Linked DNA regions of Mus musculus: all the other regions are linked to region 1. The links are chromatin contacts, called in public HiChIP or PLAC-seq and promoter capture Hi-C maps. All regions are on one chromosome and are shown on one strand. Each heading gives the region's core, a stretch centred on a gene start, on an enhancer-like site or on the middle of the called end of the contact. The rest is flanking DNA. Distances are from core to core; before and after follow the strand shown.

What was found. Promoter capture Hi-C pulls out the DNA fragments that hold promoters and counts their contacts. HiChIP or PLAC-seq counts read pairs in DNA pulled down with a chosen protein or histone mark.
Region 2: an H3K4me3 HiChIP or PLAC-seq map of embryonic stem cells shows a contact between it and region 1, with 10 read pairs. The contact joins the promoter of Psma6 here to the promoter of Baz1a in region 1. A contact is called at or near these places in 7 of 39 promoter capture datasets (the C10 cell line, the HPC-7 cell line, cranial neural crest and 4 more), 2 of 484 Hi-C or Micro-C datasets (embryonic stem cells and nephron progenitors), 3 of 115 datasets of contacts at active chromatin or transcription factors (double positive thymocytes, embryonic stem cells and extraembryonic endoderm stem cells) and 2 of 9 other capture datasets (adipose tissue and liver).
Region 3: a contact with region 1 is called in a promoter capture Hi-C map of pre-B cells. The contact joins the enhancer-like site here to the promoter of Baz1a in region 1. A contact is called at or near these places in 3 of 39 promoter capture datasets (the C10 cell line and pre-B cells), 3 of 115 datasets of contacts at active chromatin or transcription factors (bone marrow-derived macrophages, memory CD8 T cells and pancreatic cancer cells) and 1 of 9 other capture datasets (adipose tissue).

The regions. Positions count from the first base shown.
Region 1 is chr12:54,983,784-54,988,172 of GRCm38.p6, reverse strand. It overlaps Baz1a (bromodomain adjacent to zinc finger domain 1A), which reads left to right and starts at 1,837. Exons shown (of 27, transcript NM_013815.2): 1 at 1,837-2,011; 2 at 2,366-2,507. The coding sequence starts at 2,395. Gm51983 (a long non-coding RNA gene) reads right to left here. Exons shown (of 3, transcript XR_003950194.1): 3 at 3,524-4,389.
Region 2 is chr12:55,397,228-55,401,405 of GRCm38.p6, reverse strand. It overlaps Psma6 (proteasome subunit alpha 6), which reads right to left and starts at 2,581. Exons shown (of 7, transcript NM_011968.3): 1 at 2,415-2,581. The coding sequence starts at 2,490.
Region 3 is chr12:55,444,389-55,448,448 of GRCm38.p6, reverse strand. No RefSeq gene overlaps it. Among named protein-coding and RNA genes, the nearest start is that of Gm36571, 14 kb to the right of the region's middle. Within about 2 kb of position 1,583, at least 352 of the 459 cell types and tissues checked have an H3K27ac peak or open chromatin away from gene starts, as enhancers often do. A contact at or near this core is called in adipose tissue, memory CD8 T cells and pre-B cells, where this site is marked.

The sequences.
Region 1 (4,389 bases), core at 588-3,087:
GAGTGGGGGGGCACACAAAAGAGGAGATCAAAGGACAATCTATGGGAGTGGGTTCTCTCTTTCCCCTATGTGGGTTCTGGAAATGGAACCTAGGTAGTCAGGTTTGGTGACAAGTGTCTTAATCCACAGAGCCATTTGCCTGCCTATCTCGATTTTCGATAATTTAACAATTTTTAAAATGTAGCAAATAGTAAGTTGAAAACTAGAAGTATTCAGAGAGTTTAATCCCTTTCTAGATTCCCACTTATTTTAACTTTTGGATTATATGCATACTGTGCTAATACAGACCTCAGGCTAGGGGCTTAGCATGCTTAGGCCCCTGGGTTCACCTATCTCTCTCTCTCTGTCTCTATCTCTCTGTCTCTCTCTCATGCACGCACACACAACACTCACCTTGTAAATTAAATTTTCTTCTTGCCCCTTGTTTAGGGGACTGTTGTAGGTGCTATTAATAACTACTTCCTAGAGAATTCTTACTATTATTCTGTATATTATTTGGAGGTCAATTTTTTAAAAGTTTTTTGTTTGTTTGTTTTTCGGGACAGGGTTTCTCTGTATAGCCCTGGCTGTCCTGGAACTCACTCTGTAGACCAGGCTGGCCTCGAACTCAGAAATTTGGAGGTCAATTTTCAAAACACCAAGTCTTTAAGTGTGTACTGTGTACTTCTCTGAAAAGCATACAGTCTTACGTATATACTTGCCACTGGGAGACTTGTAAGCTTCTGTGGCTATGCTCATGCAGAAATGTGTATGCACACACACTATTAACTGCTTTTTAGTGCCATAGAACAGACTTTCACCAAGTATTATTTTACTCGTTCTATAATCATAGTAGTTTGAGAAGTTCATAACTGGTAAATAGTCTTAAACACCACCACCCACATACAAATAGTTATAGAAGATCCCAGTTTTTAAAATCATTTCACAGCATTAGTAATTAGGAAAAAAAGTAACATTTTACTGGAAGACTATTCCTCAGTTATACTTTTAGACTCATTCTTACATGTTAATTTGCAAATAAGCAAATAGAGTGATGGCAAAAATTATTAAAAGTTGGTGAACATTCTGAATGACTTCTAACTTAGAATATCCTTTTCAATTCAAAAGTCCCAAGTCTTATAAGAATTAAATTTGGTTTCATTTGTGAAAATTACTGATATGGGAAAATTGTTTAATGAGACATCTCGGTAGTAAATTTAACATCGTTAGGACTCTAATTGAACTGAAAATTGACCTTAAGTTACTTGTAGATTATAAGTTACTTATACTTTTTAAAAATTCTGGGTTTAGTTTTAAATATGTAGGGGGATCATATAAGTGAGATGACATTTCAAACTTTTGTCTTTTCCTGAGCTATCAAACTCTTTGAATTGTTTTAAGTATCAAGAAGGACTGGTGTCAAAAAAAGTTCTTTCTTTCAAGATGGATGATTACGCATGCAAAATACTTTGAGGGTTTTAGCGATTTCGTTTCTTATTCTTCCTTTCTTCAAAACGCAATTTAAATCGGAGCCGGAATCCCCTTTTCAACTCAATAGCTGGGCGCTGGTGGCCCATTGGAAAAGATGAAGACTTTACTTTGTCTGCCATGTGTTTAAGGAACACTAGCGCTTTCCCCAGATCTTCTGGCCGATAATCTCAAACATGGAGGATGCTTCTGATTCCTCACGAGGGGTTGCTCCATTAATTAATAATGTAGCTCTCCCAGGCTCTTCGCCCTCTCTTCCTGTATCAGTGACAGGCTGTAAAAGTCATCCAGTAGCCAATAAAAAGGTAGAAGCGAGAAGCGAAAAGCTCCTCCCCACAGCTCTTCCTCCTTCAGAGCCGAAAGTAGCTCAGAAACTTCCCGGGAGCGCGGAGAGGCGGGGAAGTGCCGGCGGGACGCGATCCCCGCGCGGAGCCCGGCAGTGGCAGCGGGAGCGGCGGCGGCCGGGAGAGACTCCGGGGCGGGGCGGGCCGGGACCTCGCGGCGTTCCTCGTGGGAAGGTGCGGCGGCGGGCAAGTGCTCGCAGGTGAGGGGCTCGCCAGCCGGCGTCCCGGGGAACCGGGAACAAAGCGCGGCGGCGCCCGGGCTCCGTGGCCGCCTAGCCCCGGGGATGCGTCGAGCACGTTGCGAGTCCCGGGACCGGTGGTGCGGCGGCCCGGAGCGGCGCTGGGGGGTGGGGGGGGGAGCCGCCGCACCGCCCGCCGCCGGGCGTCCGCCCCATTGTGAGGCGCCCGCGGGGCGCGCCGGGGCCGCGGCCGCCCGACAGACTGGGCACCCCGGCGGCGGGGAGGACCGGACTCGTCTGTCACACAAAAGGCAGCCGAGCCGCCCCGGCGCTCCCCGACCTTACCGGCTTTCTCCTTTCCCTCCAATTTGCTAGGGGCGCGGGCGGACGCGCGCAGCCGGGAGATGCCGCTGCTTCACCGAAAGCCTTTCGTGAGGCAGAAGCCGCCGGGGGACCTGCGGCCGGACGAGGAAGTTTTCTACTGTAAAGTCACCAACGAGATCTTCCGCCACTACGAGTAAGGCCGGCCGCGCAGCGGGGACAGCCGCCCCCGCGCCCTTTTGTCTGTCTGTCTCCTCTTTCTCTCCCGGGGCTCGTGACGGGTGGCCGGGCCGCCCATCCCCCGCGCGCCGTGACCGCGTGGGGCGGCTGGCGGCGGGGCCCGCGGAGGCCGGCGACCGCTCGGAGCCGCCGCGCTCGCCCGGGCGGGCGGAAACTCCCCGCCTCGCCCCTCCCCGCCGTGGCCGCACGCGCTCGGCCGCCGGTTCCGGGATCCCCGCCGGGTCAGCCCGCGCGCCGCCCCGGTGCCTCAGCCCGGAGAGGGATTCTCCGAGCCCGAGGGCAGGAAGCGGGCTGGCCCCGGACTGGGTTTTTCGCGGTCGCGCGTGGCTTCTGACGTTTGGTAGTGGGAGGCTGCCGGGGCTGAGGTGGGGACGGGGCGGGAGTGGAGGCTCGCTCCGCGTTGGGGGCAAAGGGGTTACTTCACCGGCCGGGAGGACGGGGCCGGGGAGCGTTGGGGCACGGGTGTCCTGAGCGGCGGCCTCGCGTCCCGCGCCGCCTAGGCCTGGGAGTGTGCGACGAGAGCCACGCTCTGTCACCGCCTCTTCTTGGTGACTAAACTCCGGTCCCCGGGGAACTCGGCGTCTCCGCCCCCAGGAGACCTGCGAGGGAGTAGTCGAGCGGAGCGTGGGGAAAGGAGTGGGAGATAGCGGGGTCCCGGACGCCCCTGGTTTTCCTTTCGAGCACCAAGAGCTAGGCGGTGGGAGTTGGGAGAGGGGGGTTAGACAAGTTCAACTCCAGCTTCAGTTTGTCGCCTCCACCGCCACCTCCCCGCCCCAACACACACTCCCTCCTCTGGCTCATGTGGGCCGCCTGACATGTGCCACTGCTTTTGTTTTGATAAGAACCTGAAGCTGCTGCAGATGTAGCTTCAACTCCCAATTTTTTGTCATTGCTTGGTGTATCCAAGAGTTTCCGTGCGTGGCTCAGTGACACGAAGCAGCGACCGGTGTTTAAACAGACTCTTAAGTGAGAACCCGAATTGATCAGTCACGGGACATACACACACACACACACACACACACACAAGCCCTCTCGTTCTTTCTTTCTCCTCCACGCAGACTCTCTTTGTGGCTTAGAAACCGTATGTTAATAGCAACCGAATAGGTTGTGTGAAGGAGGATTTCTGAGTTTGGGGGCCTGAGAGAAAGGCTTGATCCAGGGATGTCTTTAGGCGAACTCAACAGCCAGCTGAGAAAGGAGTAGTGAGATTAGAAAAGTCAGTTCCAAGAAAGACCCTCCACTCCCTACCCTATCTTCAGCTCCCTAGAAGGGGTTACAGGTAACCATGTTGTATCTAGAGAAGTAGATAGTACTTTTCACCAAACAGTACCCTTAAGTAGGAGTGCACATCTCACTGGGCTCCTGTATAGACTTGTTTTATTACTTTGAGTGCACTCTTGTAACTTCTTAGGTGGAATTGAGTTGGGTAACTGTGCGAGGATGATGTCTTCATCTAATGTTTAAGCTAAAATCCTTAGGAACATTTCTGATTAATTTTTAATTTAAGAGTACCAAGAAAATAGTTAACAGGCTCACATCCAAAACTCTTCCTTGGTTTTATATAAGCAGTCTTTTGAAAAGGCTCTCCTGGCATTGGTTGAACCAGAGGGTCTGCAAGTTCAAGGCCAGCCCGTGGGCCACAGTGAGTTTTGGTTCAGTCTCTCGCTCTCTCGCTCCAAGGTTTCTTTGAAACTGGAACAGAGTGGCCTGACCTGGCCCAAAAATTTTTTATTTTTTATTTTAATTTTTTTTATTTTTGGTTGTAAATTGTTAAAAAAAAAAGACAGTTGGCTCTTAATACTAGAACTTATATATCTTAAATATAATTTCTTATTGAT
Region 2 (4,178 bases), core at 1,332-3,831, 410 kb before region 1:
TATGCACATGAAGACACAAACACATACACAGACAACAAATACAATATAATTTTTTAAAAACTGAATTATTAACTTACATGTTCTGCAATTCCTAGCACATGCTTATACACAAACACAACCTACAAACACACATTAATTAAGAAAAAAAATTTCAGAGGCTAGAGAGATGGCTCAAGGATTAAGAGTGTATTACTCTGGCAGAGAACCTGAATTCAAACAGACAGGCAGGCAGGCAGGCGAGCAGCCACACACACACACACACACACACACACACACACACACACCACACTGAGTTGATTCCCAGGATCTACATGGGAGGAGAGAACTGACTTCTGTATACACAAAATAGATTAATGTAATTTTTTTAAATTATTATTTTAAGGTCTAAAAGAAAAGCAAAAAACCAACCAAACCAAAAAAAAGTCAATAGTTATCAAAGTGTTATTTCCTTAAAAGTCTACCAACTGGTACTGTTAAAATTACAGATCATGTTTATAACTATGTTTAGTAGTATAATTTAAATTTATTCCTTGATCACTGCTAGACTATTTATTTTGGTGTTGGGAATTAAATGTTTAAAGTATGGCAAAGGAGGAACATCCTATTAATTCTTACTTCCCCTATCACCACCCCAGTTTGTTATATTATTCCACAGCTATCTAGGTTAACAGTTTGCATTTTTATAGTTCTTAGATTCTGGATCTTTGGGAGACCTAAAGTTTAGTCTAATGCACAGCAATTACAATATTGTGAATATACTTCACTAGCAAACTAAGAAGGATGGACCCAAAGAAAGGGATTCTGTATCTACAGAGGGACTAATTGAATAGATTATTTTTTAAGTCAAAGTTTCAAACAGGCATCCTGTTATACCAAGTACTCAATATATAATAGCACACAATAAGCAATATATGTACTGCTTAATTTAAATCTTCAAAACACAATAGAAGGAATTATTAGCCCAATTTTGCAAACAGAAATTGAGCAAAGATTCTATGGTGGCAGGCCAGCTAGTATGGAGCACAGCAGGCACAGCAGGCATGGTAGTCCAGGTGTGCCTGCAAGGCCTGACCTCTGCACACTCTCCTCCTTGCTCACACTGCTCTTTCAGTTTTTTTCTCAGCAACGCCTACCTCATGCCCTGAGTAAAAGAGGGAAAGCAACAACTCAAACAATAATCTAAGCATATAGGTGAGTAGAACTCCATTTATAGGCCAACTCTAGGATTTCCAACCAAGATAGTATGACTCTCCTTGTCAAGACACTGAGATAAAAAACTTCAAAATAAAATTATCATGGACCAGATGTATGTCTCGCCCTTCTGACACTAAGTTTTCTATGGCAAGAGCTTAAAAGTCTGTCCTATAATCCTAGACCAAACCCTGCCGCGACTTCAACTTACCAAAATGTATTGTTACATGGAGTAACTGATGCTAAGTTCAGGTTTCCGTCCATTAAAGCTGTTCCTTTAGTAAAGACTAACACACCGTGCCTCAACTAGACTGAGAACCAGTTTTTAAACTATAGAAGCATTCTTACAGGTGGGGGTTAAAATCGGGGTGCCAACTTCAAGAGGAGTTCATTGCTGTTCTTTTATTTCTCAGTTGTGAACTTTGCATATACTGAACTCTTCTCTTTTTATTCGTTTGGTTTCCTGTCACTTCCTTTAAGCAGTCAGCTTCAGTAGGGACGAGTGACATTGATCTCTTTTCTAGAACCAGCAGTGTCTGGTAGGGCTTTACACACTTGTATAGAGTTGACCACAAAGCAAGTCATCTATCTATACTGCAGAGGAGGGTTGAGGGTGTGTGGTGTGTGTGCATTTAAGTTGGATGGTTAAAGAACCAACCACTCTCAGCGAAGGGAAGACTCAGGCTCCAGGTAGACTGATGCTAAACAGTGCTTCTCAACATGTGGGTCGCGACCCCCAGTACCAAAACCTTCTCACAAGGTCGCCTAAGACCATCTGAAAAAACATTACCGTTCATTGAAGTAAAAAAACAAAAAAACAAAAAAAACATAGTTTTGAAGTAGCAACGAAAACAAATTTATGGCTGAGGGTCATCACAACGCGAGGAACTGGATTTAAGGGGCGCAGCATTAGGAAGATTGAGAATCGCTGAGCTACGGGGGACTCCGAAAGGCAGAAGGCGGGCATCACAGTGCAAAGCCCTACTGCTTTGTGTCTGGCCAGTAAGGCGCTCCTGAAGAGCACTACGCTTCGGTTTCAGCCTCCAAGCCCGCTTGCAGACCGGGCTGGGAAGACGAGAGCGGGCCCGACCTCGATCCTGCTGCTTTCCTGGCTCAGGCCCTTCTCCGAGCCCCCGAACCATCCTCGGGCCGCGTCCGCTCGCTCCAGGCCGAAGCATGACAGAGCAATTCGGAGGTCCCGCAGGAGGCCCTGAGTCACTCACCTACTTGGTAGAGTCGGCCCTCGGGAGAGAAGATAGTAATGTGACGGTCAAAACCGGCGCTGGAACCCCGGGACATGGCGTTCCTGCTATTTTAAACACAGTCTGCACCCCGTAGCACACACACCAGGGACCCAAGCCCCCTCCCGGAAGTTATGGCTACTGCTTCCGGAGCACCGGCGGAGCTGCTTCCGCTCTGGTGAGGGACTGGCGGTGTTTCCGGTGGGGACGGGACGTCCCAAAGCACTGCCCCTGAGTAGGCGGGCCCTCGCGCGCCCGGCCTGCGGTCCGCGGGCTTCCGGGTGGTGGCTCTGGGTCGCAGCCGGCCGTTAGTGCGTTCTGGAGATCAGAGTGGCCAAAAGAGGAAGTTTTCAAGGTGCCTGCAGTTGTCCTTTGCCTACTTGTGACCTCTGGAGACAGTATGGTCACCGCGTTCGCAGTCAGTTTGGGCGCCTGTACTTGCTCTCCTGTCTTCCCGGAGTCTGGCTTTGTTCTTCCTAACCTTCATTTTACCAGCCACTTCTCTTCCTACGTTTTGGGGGAGAAAGGAATGCAACAGCCACCCTTAAATGTAGGGCCTGAAAGAGGGTTAGTGGAAGAAGCCACTGGAAATAACAAAAGTTTTCTTCTAGTCTGGCAAGACTTTCCTTTGGACAGCGGCCCAGAGATGGGAACTTGAGAGGTTGAGCAGTCTTAGTTGATGATGAGCAAGATCGTTGCTGGTGGCTGGATACCGGAGAGTAATTCCAAGGCGGCGAAGCAACTCCTGGAAAACTGGTGGTTTTTCAAACTGTAAAATTCTGCACATTGTGCACCCTAGGGCACAGCCCCTATTTAGTGAATATAAAAATCGAAGCATATTATTAAGCTATTCCCCCCTCCCTAAATAAAAGTTTTGTTTACAGCAATATTTATAACAATTTACTGATGTAATACTGAAATATTCAGATCTGTGGCGTTCTCTCTAAAAGCACCCATTTTAAAGCAAAACATTTGAAGAGATTCTTCATAAGGAAGTTTTAATTTCTCGAGCTAATTTTTTTCTTCCTTTAGAAAAAAATATAAGCCAGGTGTGGTGGGACACATCTTTTATCCCAGCACTTGGAAGGCAGAGACATCTCTGGGTTCAAGGCTAGCCAGATCTACAGAATGAGTTTCAGGACACAGTAAGGCTACACAGGAAAAAGAAGGCTGTCTGGGGGTGGGGGTAGGGTGTACAACATCCAAGATTGAAACACGGGTTAAGAAAATAGCCCATGTAAGCAGCCGCTCTGGAACACCCGGTACTTTCCAGCTTCAATTCCCAAGTGTGCTGATAAGAGCTGCTGTCCCTTGGTTCTAGCTCAGGTCCTTACATCAGGATTAACTCCTGACCTTTGCGTACTTTTCTCAGTCTTCCCAGCCAAGTGTACTATAACACCTACAGTTTGCCTGAACAGTCACGGAGAAGTTCTCTGTAAGACTGCTAGGGGAAGCCCTCTGTTAGTACCTTAGAATCCAGATGTCTCATATCTAGGGCTGCACTGCACTGTCCATTGAAGCTGAATTTTCCCTAGTTGCCTCCATCAGAATAAACAGACATTTCATTACCCAAAATAGGCAAAACCAGGATTCCTCATCTCTTTCCTTCCAGTTCCTGCTCTTTGTATTTAGAGCCCACACCTTGTAGCAGTCAAATCTTCAGCATTTCCTCTCTCTGCTCCTGATGTCTTAGTTGGCTCCTTATATAATTCTTAGTTTTATTCACCTTATGGTAGGATGTGCTCT
Region 3 (4,060 bases), core at 334-2,833, 460 kb before region 1:
ATCTGCTTTGGTTTGCGATAAATATAAGTAGACAGATGGTCAGTCTGAAAGATAAATTGGCCAGTGTGGAGAGGAGCTGGTGACAAGCTTGCAAAGAAAACCTGGGCTAAAGGGGAAAAGCTTTGACATGAGACTGGAGTGTCGAGACTGTAGTATCCCACTGGGTTTGGGACAAGAACATGATGGCACCTTATATGAACTTTAAGGAATGTTTATCTCCAAGGAGTTTGGAAAGGCTAGTGGAGAAGGGACTGGTCTTAGAGTCATCACTCAGGGACTCAAGGATGAAAACAGATGGAAGCCCGAGAAGTGGCTAAGAAATCTGGAGAAACCGGCACCTCTAGCAGGTGTGGGTAACTAGAGCCTTCAGCAGAAACAAGAAGCTGTTTGTTTGTTTGTTTTGTTGTTTTGTTTTTTGAGATAGGGTCTCCCTGTGTAGCTCTGGCTGTCCTGGAACTCACTCTGTAGAGCAGGCTGGCCTCGAACTCAGAAATCCGCCTGCCTCTGCCTCCCAAGTGCTGGGATTAAAGGCGTGTGCCACCACTGCCCGCTGAACAAGAAGCTTTGTCCAGAGGCTGGAGAAACAGCTCAGTGGTTAAGAGCACTTAGTGCTTTTACAGAGGACCTTGGTTCAGTTCCCAGCAACCACATCAAATTGCTCACAACCACTTATAACTCCAAAACTCCAGGGCAATCCAATGCCTTCTGGCCTCCACCGGCTACCAGAACGCATGCGGTGTAGGTAAACGCATTCAGACACACACACGTGCACATACAAATAAACAAATCAATCTTTAAGAAGAAAGAAAACTGTCCACTTGCAATGCAGATGTACTACTTGATGTCCAGGGTCCCAGGGGAGGGCAGAGTGCATATATTCATTGTCAAGCCAGGATTCATGTTTTCCGGCTGTCCTTCCTCCCCTCAAAGTTTCAGCACAGCCTAGCGTCGTTCGGGGAGCAAAACGATGCTTTAACCAACATCTCCTTGGACACAAAGCCCAGGATGGAAATCAGTGGGTGGAAGCCGGAGTGTGTGAAAGGAATAGATAGAGCTGTAGTCAGCAGAGGCCTGGGGCACGAGTCAGTTAGAGGTCCATGAGGGCTTGAGCAGTCGGTTCCTCAAAAGCAAAAACCACTTGAAGCTTGTCATCTGGGACAGCTGAGGCCCAGTGACCAGCCCCCAAGAGCCCAAGAGGCTTCTGTTACAAGAACCCTCCGCCAGGAAAGGCAGCTGCTGGCTGTAGACGTGCACGCAACTTCCTGCTTGACTGTTCACTTCTATGAGTGGCGAAGCGGCAGAAGGGCTGAGGGGGACTCTGAAGAAAGAACCACCCTAAGATTTCCACTAGGTCTAGGGCCTGTCCTCAAGCTCCAGGCGTCTCTGTTACTGTAACCTTCTGTCCCAGCCTTTGCTTTTTTTTTCCTAGTGAAGGGAGGTTGGAGGCGTAAATGCCCTGAGAAGCAAGCAGCCAACAAGCCACAGATAGCTAGCACTGGCCTTGGCAGGCACACAGTGTTGTCTCTGTGAAAGCAGCGGGGCTAATTATACTCAGCTGGCAGCCGGGTGACGGGAGTTTCCCAGCTCACCCGCCTCCCTGCTTGCCTCTTTTTGTGTGGTAGACACTGTGGAGAGGTGTGGGGACAGAAGGGCCAAGAGCAGATGGGAGGAGTTATAGTCAGCCTTGCAAAGGAGCCAGGCCCAGTCCTTGCCTGGCTCCAGCTAAGGACTTGACCTAAAATCCTAGGAGGGCGGCCATGTTCAGCTTCTTTCAGGATCCTTGGAAGAGGAGCAAGCGGGGTGGGGGTCACCACATAGAGCTCTGAAGGGACAGAACCCTCTAGAGGAAGAAGCTTTCTGCTCTTCCCTCCTCAGCCCAGACACTTTGCTGGGGTCAAGACTGTTGCACACAGCCACCAGGAGCTGGCAGAGGTGTGGGGGCGGGGAGGGGAGGGCTCAGATGGTGTTGAGCTCTGTTCACCTGAATGACCAGTAGCTTTGCCCAAATTACAGACAAGCTGTGTAGGCCAGAACCTGATATCGGTCAGGCCAGCATCAGGAAGGCAGCTCTTTAGAGATGAACCTGTATCACTGTTCTGTGTTCTGGTCCCCCGAGGGTAGGTATCACGGAGCAGAGTACCAGTGATAGCTTGAGCACTGCACATTTGCCTTGGATCTTCACGTCAGGCTCCTGAGACAAATTCCCAGCTTGGGAGGCACTGAGAAAAAGCTAGCATCCCCTCACCTCAGGCTGTTCGCTCCTGGGTCCTTCCCTTCCTGCATACCAGCCTCCATCCCTGTGGCAAGGCCAGCTCATAAAAGCAACTGGTTTTCATCCTGAATCGGTTGAATCACACTGAATTGGAATGAAGCATGAGCCTATGCAAGCTGAAGCCACAAGTCATTGTGGTATCTGCATTGGATCTGAAAAGTAGCCTGTGGTGGGTAGTGTATATTTAAGGGTGTGATGGGCATCCTTTTGGTAAGCTGGCGTGTGTGATTTCATTCACTGACAGGCCAACTCTGGAAATGGGGTTGCCTCCCCTGACCCCCATTTCAGACCCAAACATATTTGTTTCAAAGCGTCCTCCAAAACTCTTTGTTCTGGAACTTGCTGTCCGGATATCTGTGACAGGAAGGGAGCTAACGCAAGACAGTCCAAATGAAACATTGTGCCCTTGAGAACAGTTACAAGGTAAACCATTTCCAGCAGGGGTTACTGTGTTTATCTTGTGATGTAAAAATGCCTTCAGTGGTGTGGCTGGAGAGATGGCTCCCCAGTTAAGAGCACTGGATGCTGCTCTTCCAGAGGAACCCAGGATCAATTCTCAGCACCCACATGGTAGCTCACAATTGTCTGTAACTCCAGTTCCAGGGATCCAACACCCTCACACAGACATACATGCGGGCAAAACACCAATGCACATAAAATAAAAATAAATACATTAAAAATGCCTGCAGTGGAACCAGGCGTGGTGGCACATGCCTTTGATCCCAGCACTCGGGAGGCAGAGGCAGGCAGATTTCTGAGTTTGAGGCCAGCCTGGTCTACAAAGTGAGTTCCAGGACAGCCAGGGCTATACAAAGAAACCCTGTCTCAACGCCCCCCCCCAAAAAAAGCCTGCAGTGGGGGTGAGGAGCACAGGCTCAGCCATGGGAATTTATGAGGAGAGAAAGCTTGAATGGACGCTCTAGCTGACCACCTCATCGTCCACAGCTGATTTCTGCTGGGTGTTTGTAAGCCCCAATTTGATGATGTCATCTACTTGTCATATGTCGCTTCACTAGGAAGCCTCATTCGAGGGGTCACTCTTCCATGGGGCACTCTCTGGATCCAGAACGCCAGCTACCTGGCTTCCCTGGTAATCATCTGCTAGATGTCTCTAAGTCCCAATGTGGGGATATTTTCTATTGTCTCTCAGTCGGGCTACTCACTTGTCTCTCCAGCATGCTGTGGGCTTTTTGTTTGTTTGTTTGTTTGCTTTCTGAGACAGTGTTTCTGGCTGTCCTGGAACTCACTCTTTAGACCAGGCTGGCCTCAAACTCAGAAATCCACCTGCCTCAGCCTCCCAAGTGCTGGGATTAAAGGTGCGTGCCACCACTGCCCGGTTTAATGGTGTTTCTTATATTAATTTATAAGGATTTTAGATTTACAAAAGCCAATCTCAGGTCAGCAAAATGGCTCAGCGGGTAAAGGGTGCTTGTCTGGAAAGCTGAAGACCTGAGCACTATCCGCAGAAGCCACATGGTGGAAAAGAGAGCCTAGTCTACACAGCTCCCTCCCTCCACCACCACTGCAGCAATGTGCAAGAATTCATACACAACGTTAATAAAGTCAAAAACAGGGCCAAGGAGATGGCACAGATCTAGCATGGGGATCTGTGTTCAGTTTCCAAGGCCTACATAGTATAAAGGGAACCAGCTCCTGCAAGTTGTCTTTGACCTTAGACAGTGCTCTGTGTCTCTGTCTCTCTCCCTTTCTATGTCTCTCCTTGTCTCTCTCTGTCTCTCTCTCTCTGTCTGTCACACACACACACACACACTGACTGATGTACTTCCT